2 separate regions of the Triticum aestivum genome follow, and region 1 is linked to region 2. Evidence: chromatin contacts called from public Hi-C data. All regions are on one chromosome and are shown on one strand. Each heading gives the region's core, a stretch centred on a gene start, on an enhancer-like site or on the middle of the called end of the contact. The rest is flanking DNA. Distances are from core to core; before and after follow the strand shown. Region 1 holds the start of LOC123062341 (cyclin-B1-1). Region 2 holds the start of LOC123062338 (UDP-glycosyltransferase 87A1).

Region 1 (7,344 bases), core at 1,605-4,104, 490 kb before region 2:
CTTGTCGTTTCATTTGCCATTGTTGCCAAGGCCCAAAAAATCTTGCTTGTAGCGACGATGACAGCGAGATGCAATGTGGCGCTCCAGACCACACAATTGGCAAGCCTGCAGGGCACCGCAGGAGGAGCAGCAAGCAACCGGCCGGTTGCCACCCGTGATGGATGGCGCATTGCCACGCGGGGCCGAATGCGAAGATGGTGCCTGCTTGCCCCCTGAAGATGAAAGCCGCTGAGGTTTGCCGCGAGTGGCGGCATTGGCGGAGGCGAAACCCGATGAGACACGACGGGCCTTGATGCGCTGTTCACGACCAAGGAGGCGGGCATACAGCTCACGAGGTGGAAGTGGATCGTCACAGCCATGAACGTTCTCAACGAGATTGTCATAATCATCGTCGAGCCCGTTAAGAACGAAAGTGGTGAAATCCTCATCCTGTAGAGACTGGCCAACCGAGGCCAATGTGTCGGCGAGACTCCGCATCTTGTTGAAGTAGTCCGTGATGCTGAGGTCACCAAGCTTGGTCTCACCAAGCTCGGTGTGTATAGAGTGAGCACGCGCCTGAGACTGCGAGGCGAAGCTGATGTGAAGCGCCGCCCACGCCTCCCGGGATGTAGTAGCGAAGATGACCAGCGACGAGACGCTCGGAGTGAGCGAGGACTGGATGGCAGAGAGAATGGCCTGATCCTGGGCCACCCATGTATGATACACCGGGTGATGAGTGAGCGGACACGGGATGGATCCGTCAACATAGCCCTCCAGATAGCGACTGCGCAGAAGAGGCAACACCTGGGCATGCCAGGACAGGTAGTTGTCCGGTGTGAGCTTCACCGGCAGCAGATGCGAGAAGTAAAACGGTGATGGCGCCATGACCTGAGCGGCGTGAGCATGCATCGATGGCGCGTAGGGACCCGTCGATGGGGCTGTCTCGAGATGAGGAGCACCCGCCGAGTAGACGCCAGGAGCACCGGGAACGAGGGTGTCGGCTCCGTAGTTCACCGCGGCCCCGTAGGATGGCTGCGGCGGTGCAGCCACGAACCCGGACTGCGCGGAGTAGGGTTGGTGCGGCGGCTGCGCCAGGAAGTGCTGCTGCGGTGGCGGCGCGGAGTAGATTGGCGCCGACGGTGGCTGGTGGTGATGCGACGGGAGAGCCGCATAGGGTTGGTGATGATACGGCGCCGCGTAGGACGCCACGGGCCAGGAGGATGACGGCGGCTGAAGGGAGCCCTGGGCCGCCTGCAGCGCACCATACACGGCAGGAGCGACGCCACCGGGCGTCTGCGCGACGGCGCCGTAAGGCGGCTGCACAGCAATGTCATGAGACGGCGGCGCAACGAACTCAGCAGAGGAGTCGGCCGATGGATTTGATCCGATCGGGGACTCGGTCGGCGGCAGGGCCCCGTAGGCTGAAGCAAGGGGCCGAGAAGAGGAACGGTGACATAGGGGCGAGGGCCAATATGTTGGGAACTTGCTCGACACCCTAAACGGGGTGTGGCTCTTTCATTATATAGAGGTATCAAGGGGTACAATACAATGTTACAATATTAATACACAGACTACGTATATATATAGTCTAACAAGTAAAACTAAGACATGGTTAGATACATCATGCTTACAATGTAAGCAATGGTTTCTCATATCCAAAATTTATCACAATAGTATCCACGCATATCAAACATTATTTTTAAAAGGTAAATCAACGGATACGTATCATGTCGTATCAAGGGAGTATCTGAGCAACATTTGGCTAGATACGTGTGCTTTTTGAAGTATCCGTGTGACACAAAATACTTGATCAAGAATATAATTCGCGCTAAACATAACCATGGATGCTTCTTGACTCTACAGTGTGTAAATCTTATGCAACTGGATGATATTAGTACGTACACATAAGGTCGGTGTAGTTCCATACTACACAAATATGAATATAGAAACTCAATAGTTGATTGTAGATCCCGAGCTCATCGGGTGTCGGATGAAACTAAATTCAGGAAAAACATAGCAAATACGATAAGAAAAACCTAAAATTTTATGTCATCGAAGATGCTCAGGTTTTGACATCGAGGGAGCTCTGTAAAAAAAACCACAAAATCAATGCTCAAAAATGTGAAAATTTGAGCATTACTCAAAGTTTATTTTTTGTCCAGAGTTCCTGCAATGTCGAAGCATCATGAAATTTCCAACTGAGCTAAAACCACATAAGTTATTTTCGAACGGAGGTTATATTGCAAATGATCCCAAGCTCGGTAACGCCGCCCTGTATAGAAACTGCTATATTCACATGACTTGATAAAAAAAATATGTAAAAATGTATAGAGCCTCACATTTTGGCTTTAGGAAAGAGTTAAAGAATTCGACATTTTCTCGCTTTCAGAAAAAGTCGAAGAATTTCACGTTTTCGCAAGAAGAGGTTGAAATTGAATGTTTCCACCTGGTGCCTGGCCTTGGCAACCCAGAGCACGCAATGGCCAGTGAATGAATGAACCATAATAAAAAGAAAGAAAACCACACGCCAAAGAGATCTTGTAAATCCGTCGTACATACTACAACAACACAAAAATCTTTCCAATAACAGTGGCCATTAATTTCTTACCATATATCCAACGCGGCTCTGGTGTTACGTGTCCTACACAACTCGCGCCCCTTTACAGCTCGGAACCCAGCCACCCAACGGCTAGTGCCCCCGTTCAATCCCGGCCGTCCGATCCCGCGCCCCGACCGTTGCGATCCGAGCCCTTACCGACCGTTGGAGGGAGCCAGCCGCTCCTCCCCCTCCCCCCCCGCTCCGCGCAGAGGCCCACGCCGCCGCCCACCCCGACAGGACCTTCCCCGTCCTCGTCCTATATCTCCCCTCCCCTCCTCCGGAACCCAGACCCCCAATCCCTCCAAGAACCCCCCCATCACGCCATCGATTGATCCACCCACGGCACGAAAGCGCGAGGCAAAGGTCGATTCATACCTAGGCGAGGCGAGAAGAGTCGAAGGGTCGCCGTAGAGCTCGCCGTAACCCACCGTGGCTGCGCTCGCCGGCGGGGAAGAGGGCTCGCGGGTTGCGCGCTTCTTCTCCTCGGTGCTGTCCGGGATCTTTGGCCAGGGCGAGGAGGGGGACGCGATGGCCGCTCGCGCGCAGAACAACGTCGCTGCCGCTCAGCAGCAGAACAGAGGTGCGTGCGCCGACGGGATCCTGCCCTCCCTCTCTCGTCTTCTTCTTCTTCTTCCTTTGGCGTGGTTCCCCCTGGGTGGATCCTTCGCTGGTTCCTGGTTCTTGTTCTGGTCTCGGGAAAAGATGGGTTCTTGGGGGAAAAGATGGGGTTCTTGGGGGGGAAGATGAGTTTCTTGGGGGTGTTCGTTTCGGCCCTGACTCCCTGTCTGGTTGGGGTGAATTCTTGATGCGTTTTTGTTTGATTTCTTAGCAAGGTTGTGCTTCAAGCTTCCGATCCGTGGCTTTCTCTGCGATTAATTGCTCAAGATTCCAATCCTCGTTTTTGGTCTGAATTGATTGCCGCTAGAGCAGCTTCAGACGCAAGATTCGACTCTGATGGCGATTTGATGTGGCTTGATTTGATCCACCTCCTCCCGACGGATCTGACTTCTTCTTGTTTCTGCCCTGCAGCTTTAGGTGGTGGTGGTGGCGGTGTCCCCGCCATGGGCAAGCAGCAGAAGGCGGCCATGGCCGGCAGGCCCGATCCCAAGAACACCCGCCGCGCCCTGGGCGACATCGGCAACTTCGAGGCCAACAACCGGCGCGCCCCACTGGGCGACATCGCCAACGTCGTCAACGCCCGCGCGGCCGAAGGGTAAGCAACAAATCTATCCGTTCCAGTACGATTTCCTCTTCTTCTTCTTCCTATGGAACTCCTGCTTACGTTGCGTTCTTAGAAACAGGAAGCCGCAGCCCCATGAGCCGGTGAACCGCCCCGTCACGAGGAACTTCGGCGCCCAGCTCCTCAAGAACGCCCAGGAGAAGGCCAAGGTACGCGCGCGCGCATGCCCTCCTCCCTCATCCTGATTTGAATCGTATCTGGTCTCGGTGCTGATCGGAGCGTCGCCTGGCTTTGGTTGCTGCAGAACCCGGCGGCGAGGCCTGCGGTGAGGAGGGCTCATCATGTCAAGCCCGCCCCTCCTCCACCGGAGCACGTGATCGAGATCAGCTCCGACTCCGACGTGACCAAGTCGGAGGCCGGCAGCGTCAGCTCCGTCCGCAAGTACTCGAGGAAGAAGGTGGTCACCACCCTCAGCCACGTGCTCTCGGCGCGCTCCAAGGTACGCGCGTTCATCCGTCGACAGTCAAACACTTTGCTTCCTAGACCTGTGCAAGGAGCCTGATCTGATTCTGATTCTGATCCACCATTGCAATGCCAGTTTGCAGCCGGAATCACCGAAGAGCCAGCGATCCAGGACATCGACAAGCTTGACGGCGACAACCAGCTCGCCGTCGTCGACTACATCGAGGATATCTACAAATTCTACAAAGTCGCTGAGGTAAAAACATGTACTCCCTTAGGCAGTAGAAGTACTAGAGTGTGCAAAAGCATTGTGATCTCCTGCCTTGCCTGCCTGGTCTCTGAATCTGAAGGTGTTGTTTCCCTGCTCTCTCTGTTGACAGAATGAGTGCCTCGCCAGTGATTACATGGACTCTCAGGTGGAGATCAACGCCAAGATGAGGGGCATCCTCATCGACTGGATCCTGGAAGTCCACCAGAAGTTCGACCTGATGCCCGAGTCGCTGTATCTCACGGTGTATATCATCGACATGTACCTCTCGCTGCAGTCCGTGCTCCGGCGGGAGCTGCAGCTGGTGGGCGTCTCCGCCCTGCTCATCGCCTGCAAGTACGAAGAAATCTGGGCTCCAGAGGTAGGCTGAAGAATCCCTCTGCTTACCAGATGTTCATTCATTCATCGAGTCCACGTTTCTGATTGCTGGCTGTGCTTGCAGGTGAATGATTTCATCTTGATCTCCGACAGCGCATACACCCGGGAGCAGATTCTGAAGATGGAGAAGGCCATCCTGAACAGGCTGGAGTGGAACCTGACGGTGCCCACGCCCTACGTCTTTCTGGTGCGTTTCGCCAAGGCCGCGTGCTCCTCCGATCATAAGAACGACAAGGAGGTAAAAGAACTTTACATTTACATACAGACACAGCATACAAATTCTTCAGATCAGCGAGTCTGTGTGCTGATGTTTCTCTTGTCTCTCTTCTCCTGGATGTGTGTGCAGATGGAGAACACCGTCTTCTTCTTCGCGGAGCTGGCGCTGCTGCAATACGGGCTGGTGCAGTCCAAGCCCTCCATGGTCGCCGCCGCTGCTGTCTACGCCGCCAGGCTCACCCTCAAGAAGACCCCTCTGTGGACCGACACTCTGAAGCACCACACTGGCTTCACTGAAGCGCAGCTGATGTAAGCTATAAGCATGTGCACACTACTGAATCCCTATTGTAGCCTGAATATCATTCAGGGGCACGCACTGACAGAGACAATGCTTTTGTGTGATGATTGGTTTCAGGGACGCTGCCAAGATCCTGGTGGCCTCGCACTCCACCGCGCCTGACAGCAAGCTGAAGGTCGTCTACAAGAAGTACTCGAGCGAGAAGCTCGGAGGAGTCGCCCTGCGCCCGCCTGCGACCGACCTGTGCAAATGAGCTGCCCGCGTGTTTGTTGCTTTGGGTTTGGATTTGGGAGTGCGATGGAAGGATTGTCTGACATTTCGCCGTGTTGGTTGTTATTCGTTTCTTGCTTTTAGAAGAGTGCGTGCAAGAAGGGTTTGAATAACAGTTGTTTGGTTGCAAGTCAGGCATATTATCTGACTTGTTGACAAACTATTATATTAGGACTTGTGTGAGAAAAATACACCTTGGTCTTGGTGTATATATATGTTTTCTGGATGCTATCTACGACAGCTATTCAATTATTTGAATAATCTTTGATGTCTCTGTCCTTCTGAATTTCCTCCTAAAAATGTGGTGTGTGAGATATCTATCTGTTATTCAAAATCTGAACCACAGTTGCAGTGTTCATCATAATTTCAAAATCTGAACCATAGTTTGAAATTTGCACTTCATAATTTGAACTAGCCGCACTGCAATTGCTGATAAAAAGGCGTTTCTGCACATTAATTTTTCTTCTCACAGGCAACACTTTACAACTGTGCAATAAAAAACACTGCTCTTTTTTTCGACTCTCTGTCCTTCTGAATTTCCTCCTTATTTTTAACACCAGCTTATTTTTAACACATATTTGCACCTTCATATTCTGAACCTTATTTGCACAAGTAGTCTTAGAATAATGAAACCAAATGGCTCATTGAGTTCAGGACAATGAATGGAAGATACAAGAACAATGAAACCAAATGGCTGAGTGAGTTCAGGACAATGAATTGAGATCCTTTGACAGCTCTGCCAGAAACCGTAGCTCTCCCATCAAAACTACACTCAGACAACATTTGAATAGATGATGCATTTCAAGCATCAGTTTTGGAACATTGCTGATCGAGTTCAGCACATCGTGACTCGCATACCATCTGCATCAATGAACTGAGATTATCATACGAAGATCCACCCTCTTCAACAGCTCTGCCACAGACCTCTTTCCACTCAAGGGCACGCCTCCTTATCGCCTTGGTATCGGACTCATCACAGGCCATGAGCCTCTTAACAGCCCTTGCAATGTCCTGACTCCCAATCAGGCCATCCTTATCGGCCCATTCGCGCAGGGCCAGTCCAACCTTCCAGTCTTCAACAATCAGACGACCATCAATCGGTTGATCAAAGAACAGTGGTAGAGCAAGCATAGGCACGCCAGCAAAGACAGCTTCAAGTGTCGAGTTCATTCCACAATGTGTCAGAAAGCCCCCAACAGAAGGATGGCATAAAACCTTCAACTGATCACACCATGCCATTATCATGCCCCTGTCGGTGTCACCAACAAGTTCTCGCACCCGGGAAGACTTTTCGCGAAGAATCCATAAGAACCTGACACCGCTTGATGCAAGGCCTAATGCTATCTCATCAAGCTGGGAGGCTGACACAGAGAGGAAGCTGCCGAGGGAGACATATAGCACCGAGTTCACAGGTTGAGAGTCTAGCCAGGTGAAGCAGTCTCCTGGACTGGTGGCAACTTCTCCATTGGACTTGGAATGCTGGTCTTGTAGTGTCATGTAGGGAATGCAGGGCCCAACTGGGAGAACTGGACATGGGAGTGCTGATCTTAGGGAGTTGATGACACCGGCCTCGAGCTCGTGCATAGTGGTGAATAGGAGGCATTGCGCGTTCTTGATGCTAGAGACAGCTGCTAGGACATGGTTTACTGTTGTCTTGTTGTGAATTAGGGGCTCCAGATCAGATAAGGTCACTG
Region 2 (6,912 bases), core at 4,266-6,765:
CAACGAGCTCACCGGCAGAGGGGAGAGAGGGTCCCGTTACCGCCGTCAATGACCAGGCTTTGCCCGGCGGCGCACCCCGACGGCGGTGAGGAGGAGAGGAGGGATGAGGGGCACGGGCCCGGCGGTGCTAGGGTTTCCCCCCTCGACCGCCGCGGGAGCGACACAAGAGGGGCGAGGAGGTATGTGCTTGGATCAGTTCTGCCGTCCATCAAAGGTTCTCGGGACTCTAAGTACGATCTACACCTACTCGTATACTTCCGCTGCACTCCGCAGTTAGCAACGATCGTTGGTCCAAGCCCTATAAGCACCTTCATATTGTTTTTGAATTATCGTAGGGCGGTTTTTATTTCTACTATGTCTCCAAACTTATTTAAGATTCACGACCACCATGGAGAATTTTTTTCCTCCACTAATAATTTTAGGGGTTTGGTTAAGGCGAGTGATCTGCGTCGATGCGCTGGCTCAGTAGTTCAGCCGGTCGTACCCTGTCCATTCGATAGTTTTCTCCCTAACCGTCAGATCCGGTCCTCTAATCTCCCACCACTAGAAAGTGCATAGTCACCACCAGACCACGCCTCCTCTGTCGGGTCCCATCCCTGGAAAGTGCGTAGTCGCCACCAGACCACGCCTCCTCTGTCGGGTTGCTCCTTCGCTAGATGCGGGAAATGCGTTCATCAGCGTCGGCAGCCCCGGCGGGACCGGCGCTGTTGTCAGCTTGCCGTCCCTCGTCTCATGGCCACCGGGACTGCAGCGCCGCCGCCGATTGTGTGCTAGCTTCTACTGTTGATCGGTTCCATCCCACAGTCGTCATGGTTGTAGCAAAAACTCTGGTGTCGGCGGCTCCAGCTCACGCCACCATCGACTAGCACTGCCATGATCCAGCAAAAAACTCGGTAGCAAAAACCAAAAAATGGTCAACTGAAGCAAAACATTTAGTCAGTTCCAGCTAAAAAAACACTGGTTGTAACAAAAAAAGCCACTGATCCAGCAAAAAATAGAATTCTGTAGCAAAAACCAAAAATGGTCAATTGGAGCAAAATATTTAGTCGGTTCCAGCTAAAAAACACCTGTTGTAGAAAAAAAGCCACTGATCCAGCAAAAAAATCTCAGTAGCAAAAACCTCTAATGGTCAGTTGTAGCAAAAAATTAGCTAGTTCTAGCTAAAATTAACAAAGGTTGCTACAAGAATGTCACGTCGGAAAATTCAAAGAAAAAGATTGTAGCAAAAGAACTAGCAGGTTCCAGCAAAACATAATGCTGGTTCCAGCAAAAAAACATTGGCGGCCAGGAATGCGTCCAGTTTCAACAACGGTGGATACTTCCAGCATGCCGCCTGGCTGGTTGCAGCAAATGCCGACGCCAGTTCCAGCAAAGTGCTGCCCAGGTCGTAGCCAAACACCGATGCGGGTTGTAGCAAAAAAATGGTGACCGTGGGTGGTAGAAAATTACCGAGCCGGTTTCGGCAAACGTTGAATACGGTCCCAACATTTCTAGTCACCCGCAGTTCTAGCATCACGCCAGATCGGAAAAGGGAGAGCTCGGGGGGAGGGGGCGCCGTCCTTGACAGACAGGGTGGGCGAGCGCTACATGGAGTCTAAGAACGGCGATGTACGACCATGGCTAGCGTGTGAGGTGGGTTGTTCTTGACGGTATGAGCTTTGGGGGCAAAAATGGCGGCTTTGTCTTGTAGATTTGTGGATGGACGAGAAAAGAATAAGAGGTGATAAGGAAGGTGCGCTGGCGAGCGGTGGGTGGGCCCCCACAGCCATGCGTTCCCACGCATGCGGCTTCGACGGAGACACGTTTCACGAATCATGAGTGCGCGTTGTTACATGGGAGTGGATGTCACCCCGATCCAACGATTCGCGAGCGACCGGCCAAGCGTTTCGGCCGGCGCGCCGCATGTAAACAGTTCCCTTTGGTTAAGTACCGGTTAGAGAAGAAAAATCGAAGGAAAATGTTTGAAAACGGTGTGCCCGCCGAAGCTTCGGCCCGTCACGCCGCGTAGCTCGCTTTAGTTTTTCTCTCCACGTGACTACGTGAGAATTTGGGACCACCCATCGCCTATCTCTTCATCTTATCTCTCCAGAACACACTACAACCATTCGTTCCCCTCAAGTCTCTCTCCTCCCAATCCCAATCTCGTCAGCCATGGCACGACCATCCCCCCGACGAGCAGCTCCTTCCATGGTGCTCGTGTGGATCCTACCTCTCCACGGCTGTGACGCTCATCACCTTGTCCGCCTCCGCCGGCAGCTGGACACGCGCCCTCTCCATGGCCGTCGCAACTAGGGTGCTTCGATCGCCATGGCCAAGCTGCACCCGGCCCCGGCAACGGCGGCGAGTTTGTGCTGGAACCGAGGGGCTTTGCTGGAACAGGGTATTTTTTTGCTGGATCCACCATTTTTTTTTGCTACAACCCCTTTGCTTTTTGCTATCATCCCCTTTTGTTTTTATGAACATCTTCGTTTTTTGCGGGAACGGGTGCTCTTGTCTGCTGCAACCAGCTGGTGTATGTGCTACAAGGTTGGTGCCTCGCCAGGGAAGCTACATCCAGCAGCAAGGAGTGTTGTATCCAACGTTGTTCGAATGTCGGGAGCTGCAATCGTGCACGCCGGAGCTCCAACCGGTTACTGGGGGAGCTGCAAGAGAGGATGGCCATTTTTTGTTGATGCATTTTTTGCTGAACCAATTTTTTGTTTTTGTTGGAACCGGTGTATTTTTTTGCTGGAACCAAGATAATTTTTTGCTTCATCGGATGCAGAGCTCTCAAATGCTCATGTCGTTTTTGTTGGCACCTAAGCTTGTTTTTGCTAGAAGCATTTTTTTGATTTTGCTTCAACCGACCACCGGATTTCGACCCAGGGTGAAGTTTTTTGCTGGAAGATTTTTGTTGCTTCTAGATTTTTTGCTGCTTGGCACTCGAACCCGGCGAGCTGGAGACGCAGAGATGATGCAGCCATCCACCCTAACTGCTAGCACATGCATCATTAGAAGTTTGGATCCAACAAATTATTTTGCTACCACCATAATTTTTTACTAGAACCAACTTCAAATTTTGCTTCCACCATGTTCTGTTTTTGCTAGATCCAGCTTTTGTTTTTGCTTCCACCATGACGGCGGCCGGCGGCAACGACTGCGGCCGGCGGCGACGACGACGACCGGCGGGGAGGGCGGCTACAGGCGAGCGCACCGGGGTGGTACTTTCAAACTTGGTAGCGCGCTGGAAGTTATTTTTGAAGGAAGAAGACGCCTGGTGAAAGTAAAGAAGAGAATCGTACGACCATGAGTTGTTCGATCGGACGCTGCTGGTATGACCGGCTCAAAGTTGGGCCGGCGCACCGGCGCCTAGTAGTGACCAAAATCGAATTTGTTTTTCTCTAACGCCGGATAGGGATCGGTCAGAATGCTCTCAAGTGCAGCAAAAAAAATGAAATATCTGTAGGACATATGGCCTTGCTTTTTTTTGAGAAATCTCCCATGCTTTATTGAATAAGAGTAATGTTCATAGATACAATAGTTGGGTCACGAGAAGTGCCCAACCACACATGTATGTCTATGCCTAGATTACATGTATGCTTTGCGAGATTATGAGCCTTAAAATTGAAATTTCTACGCTCAAAAATAACATATGGCCTTGCTATGATGCACCATTTTGAACCACAAGCAGCTAGTATTTTTCTGGCGGTGACTGGACTAAACGAAGAATTCACGCAGAACTTTCAGCGACCTCCAATTTCCCCTCAACAAGATCCTCCAGGAAACCGCTGAGAGAACGCTGCGACGAGCCGCCTTCGAGGACCGCACCACGGGAAGCCTCGCGCAGCTGCGCAGCCCTTCTCCTCATCTCCTGGCCAGCGCCGCTGTCCAAATCCATCAGCTTCCTCGCGGCATCAGAGACCGCGGCCCTGCTCACGATCCCATCCTTTCCCCTCTGCTGCCTCAGGTTGATGCCGGTCTTCCATTCGTCGGCGACCATCCGGGCATTCACCAGCTGATCCCACACAACAGGGAAGCCAATCAAGGGCACTCCAGCGCACACGGCTTCGAGCACCGAGTTCCACCCGCAGTGGCTGAGGAAGCCGCCGACGGACGGGTGGCGCAGCACCTCCTGCTGGTCGCACCACGGCACCGCCAACCCCCTGTCGCCGCACATCTCCCGCAGGCCGGCGGTGGCCCTGTCCTGGGCCACCCAGAAGAACCTGACCGCGCTGTCGCACAGCCCCACGGCGATCTCCTCGAACTGCTTGGGCGGCATGGCGACGAAGCTGCCGAACGAGACGTACAGCACCGAGTTCTGCGGCTGCGCGTCCAGCCAGCGCCGGTGCTCCTCGTCACGGGCGCTCTCCCCGTTGTCCGGCGCACGCAGGATTGCAGGGCCGATTGGATAGATGGGGCAGGGAAGTAACTCTGCTATTTTGCTCATGGAACTGGGCTCGAGCTCGTGGAAGGAGGTAAATAGGACGCACTGCGCTTTGCGTACTTTGACGAACACCTCCGCTGATATTTTGATTGGCCCCTCCCAAGCGAGGAAGATCTTGACATCAGACAACCTCACTGATGAGAGGCCCGGTACATATTGCTCCAACGACTTGCGGCTTAGTTCTGCAGAGCATACGAGTAGAACGCATCAGTTGTCTACGATTTAGTGAAGAATCAAACTGAAGCTTGTCCTAGGCTAAAGAATCCAAAATATTCTATGAGGAAACAGAGACAATCTTGTGGAGTAAATTGCTCAGTTTTTCCTGATTAGTAACGGTCTTCTACACTCTCTGAACAAAATTTTGGAGCATGGTCGAATTAGCTAGTACCTTCTTCGCTGAAACCTTCAACCGCTGGTCGCCACAGGTCCAAATGGCAGAGCGCCAACAAGAACGTGGCCGGCTGGGTCCAAAGCGAGCACACCGGCACGCCGAGCCGCGCGCCGGCCGCCACCGCCCACTGCAGGTACGTGTCGGCCACGATAGCATCTGGCATCCGCCCCAGCTCCAACGCCAGCCGGTCGAGCAGCCGCTCGACGGGCTCCCCCATCTTGCAGTTTACGGTCTCGATGAAGCCGCCGTGGTCGGCCCCGCGGCCGTGCTCGGAGGGGATGACGTTGGGGATGGTGGCGAGGCGGACGCGGTCCGGCAGCGTGGGGGTCACTCCGGCGGAGGCCAGCAGCCCGTGCCACTCCTCTGTGACGACGACGGTGACGGTGAGGGCGCCGTCCGCGGCGACGAGCAGGCGGCACACGGCGAGCATGGGGTTGATGTGGCCGCGGCCCGGGTACGGCAAAGCGACCATGTGCCGAGCCGCCGTTGCGGACGTGGCCATTGTTTGATTCTGTGCGGACTGCGGTGAGAGATCGGTGGAGTACTCTTATGTAACGCGGTGATGATTGAGACGTTGTCATCTTTTTTCGGATTTCTAGGTATGCCGGCGGCGGCATACAATAATTCAGTACCAGACCAGTTCTGCATCGTTCTGATGCAGAGGCCATAGTGCCCCCTTTTTGAAAAAAAAAACAGGCCAGTTCTACAAGATTTTTTCATTTTTTAACATTTCTCTTCTAAACCTATCTATCCAGATGAGAATTTGCAAATCCTAAAATAATAATGCAGCTGTATGATTCTCATGGACAAAGCCAACAGAAGAATCATGCCCGTATCTGTATGAGTGGAATTGTATATAGTGTTGCAAATGATAACATCATTGCTGACATCATGACATCTTTTTCTATTCCGGCTGTTTGGCTAAGCTAAATCGGAATTTGGAGATGTAAGAACAGTTATTTAGGTGACTATGCTGCATATAATTAACTTGTGTAAGGTAGATACAGATTAAAATTCACTATATAGAAAATCCAAAACTACAAATAAAGAGTATTTTCATAAGTACCCCACTGGTTCACAAACTTTTAAATATTGTTTTTGTTAAAATTTGTAGTCTGGTTTACATGAAAACTAAATCACGGACTGATCGTGATTCCTACCGCCACCGCCACCAAAAAAAGCGCTCCTCCTCTCCTCCGCTGCCGGAGGAAGCTGCAAGGCGAAGCCGCTGCGACCGACGGCGGCGGCGGGGACCTTGCTCGCGTCGTGGGGGCGTCCTCGGGCACGGCGGAGTCTCCCTTGTTGACACCAGCGGCGACGATGTTTTGGGCGGTTGCTCGGTTCCGGCAGGTCGGGGCGGTGGCTTGCCTCCTAGTCTGCGCACCGTACTGACGTTGCTCGAGAGCGGCGCTGGAGTGCGGGGCGGGCCGGCCGCTGCCGTTTCCGTCAGATATGGCGCCTGGAGCCGCGGGCCATGGACAGCGTGGGCCAATGTCCTCCGCCGTGACGTCGATTGCGTCAGCTTGGTGGAGGCAGCGGTGTGGTGACGGCCTTGTGCTCTTATCGCATCACGGCAACGTTCTGCTTGACTGGTCCTCCTCGATCTGGCAGTCGACGTGTTCCGGAACTACTGCCGGAGATCTTGCCCAAGGATATCTGGATCGGATAGTATCTGGTCGTTTGTGTCCATATCAGCCTATGTGGCTCCAGGAGGGCGTGACGCGAAGCTCTGCTATTTGTTTACACCATGGGACATGTCGGCATCTCGATTTCCATGCCACAGACAACAGCGGAGAAACTCTTGATGGCTGAGATCGGAGGATCAGTAAGGCGGAGGGGGCCCTTGAAGGCGATGGAGTCAGCTAGGTGTTTGATAACTTTCAGTAGCAACAGTGTCAAGTGGGGGCGACGGCACTAGAGGATTTCATATTTTGGTGGTACTCCTCGGGTAGCGAGTCGTGACTTTCAGGGTGAAAAACCTAAGGTTTTGCCTTCAGTGGTTGTGCCTGGCAATTGCCTTGTTGAAGGTATTGTTTTGAGAACTCGATCTTTCTCCAGGGTGAAAACCTATGATCTTGGATCGGGCGATGACGACGCT

The links. A called contact is a pair of places that touch in the nucleus more often than the background predicts.
Region 1: a contact with region 2 is called in a Hi-C map of root, with 7 times the contacts expected there. The contact joins the promoter of LOC123062341 here to the promoter of LOC123062338 in region 2. A contact is called at or near these places in 3 of 5 Hi-C or Micro-C datasets (leaf and root).

The regions. Positions count from the first base shown.
Region 1 is chr3A:577,991,634-577,998,977 of IWGSC CS RefSeq v2.1, reverse strand. LOC123062341 (cyclin-B1-1) reads left to right here and starts at 2,854. Exons shown (of 9, transcript XM_044485806.1): 1 at 2,854-3,158; 2 at 3,608-3,791; 3 at 3,880-3,967; 4 at 4,063-4,257; 5 at 4,357-4,476; 6 at 4,601-4,849; 7 at 4,931-5,104; 8 at 5,213-5,391; 9 at 5,498-5,911. The coding sequence starts at 3,107. The coding sequence ends at 5,633. LOC123062340 (UDP-glycosyltransferase 87A2) reads right to left here. Exons shown (of 2, transcript XM_044485804.1): 2 at 6,254-7,344. The coding sequence ends at 6,452.
Region 2 is chr3A:577,505,481-577,512,392 of IWGSC CS RefSeq v2.1, reverse strand. It overlaps LOC123062338 (UDP-glycosyltransferase 87A1), which reads right to left and starts at 5,515. Exons shown (of 2, transcript XM_044485803.1): 1 at 4,812-5,515; 2 at 3,461-4,605. The coding sequence starts at 5,316. The coding sequence ends at 3,710. It overlaps LOC123062339 (a long non-coding RNA gene), which reads left to right and starts at 1,878. Exons shown (of 2, transcript XR_006429625.1): 1 at 1,878-2,380; 2 at 2,508-2,754.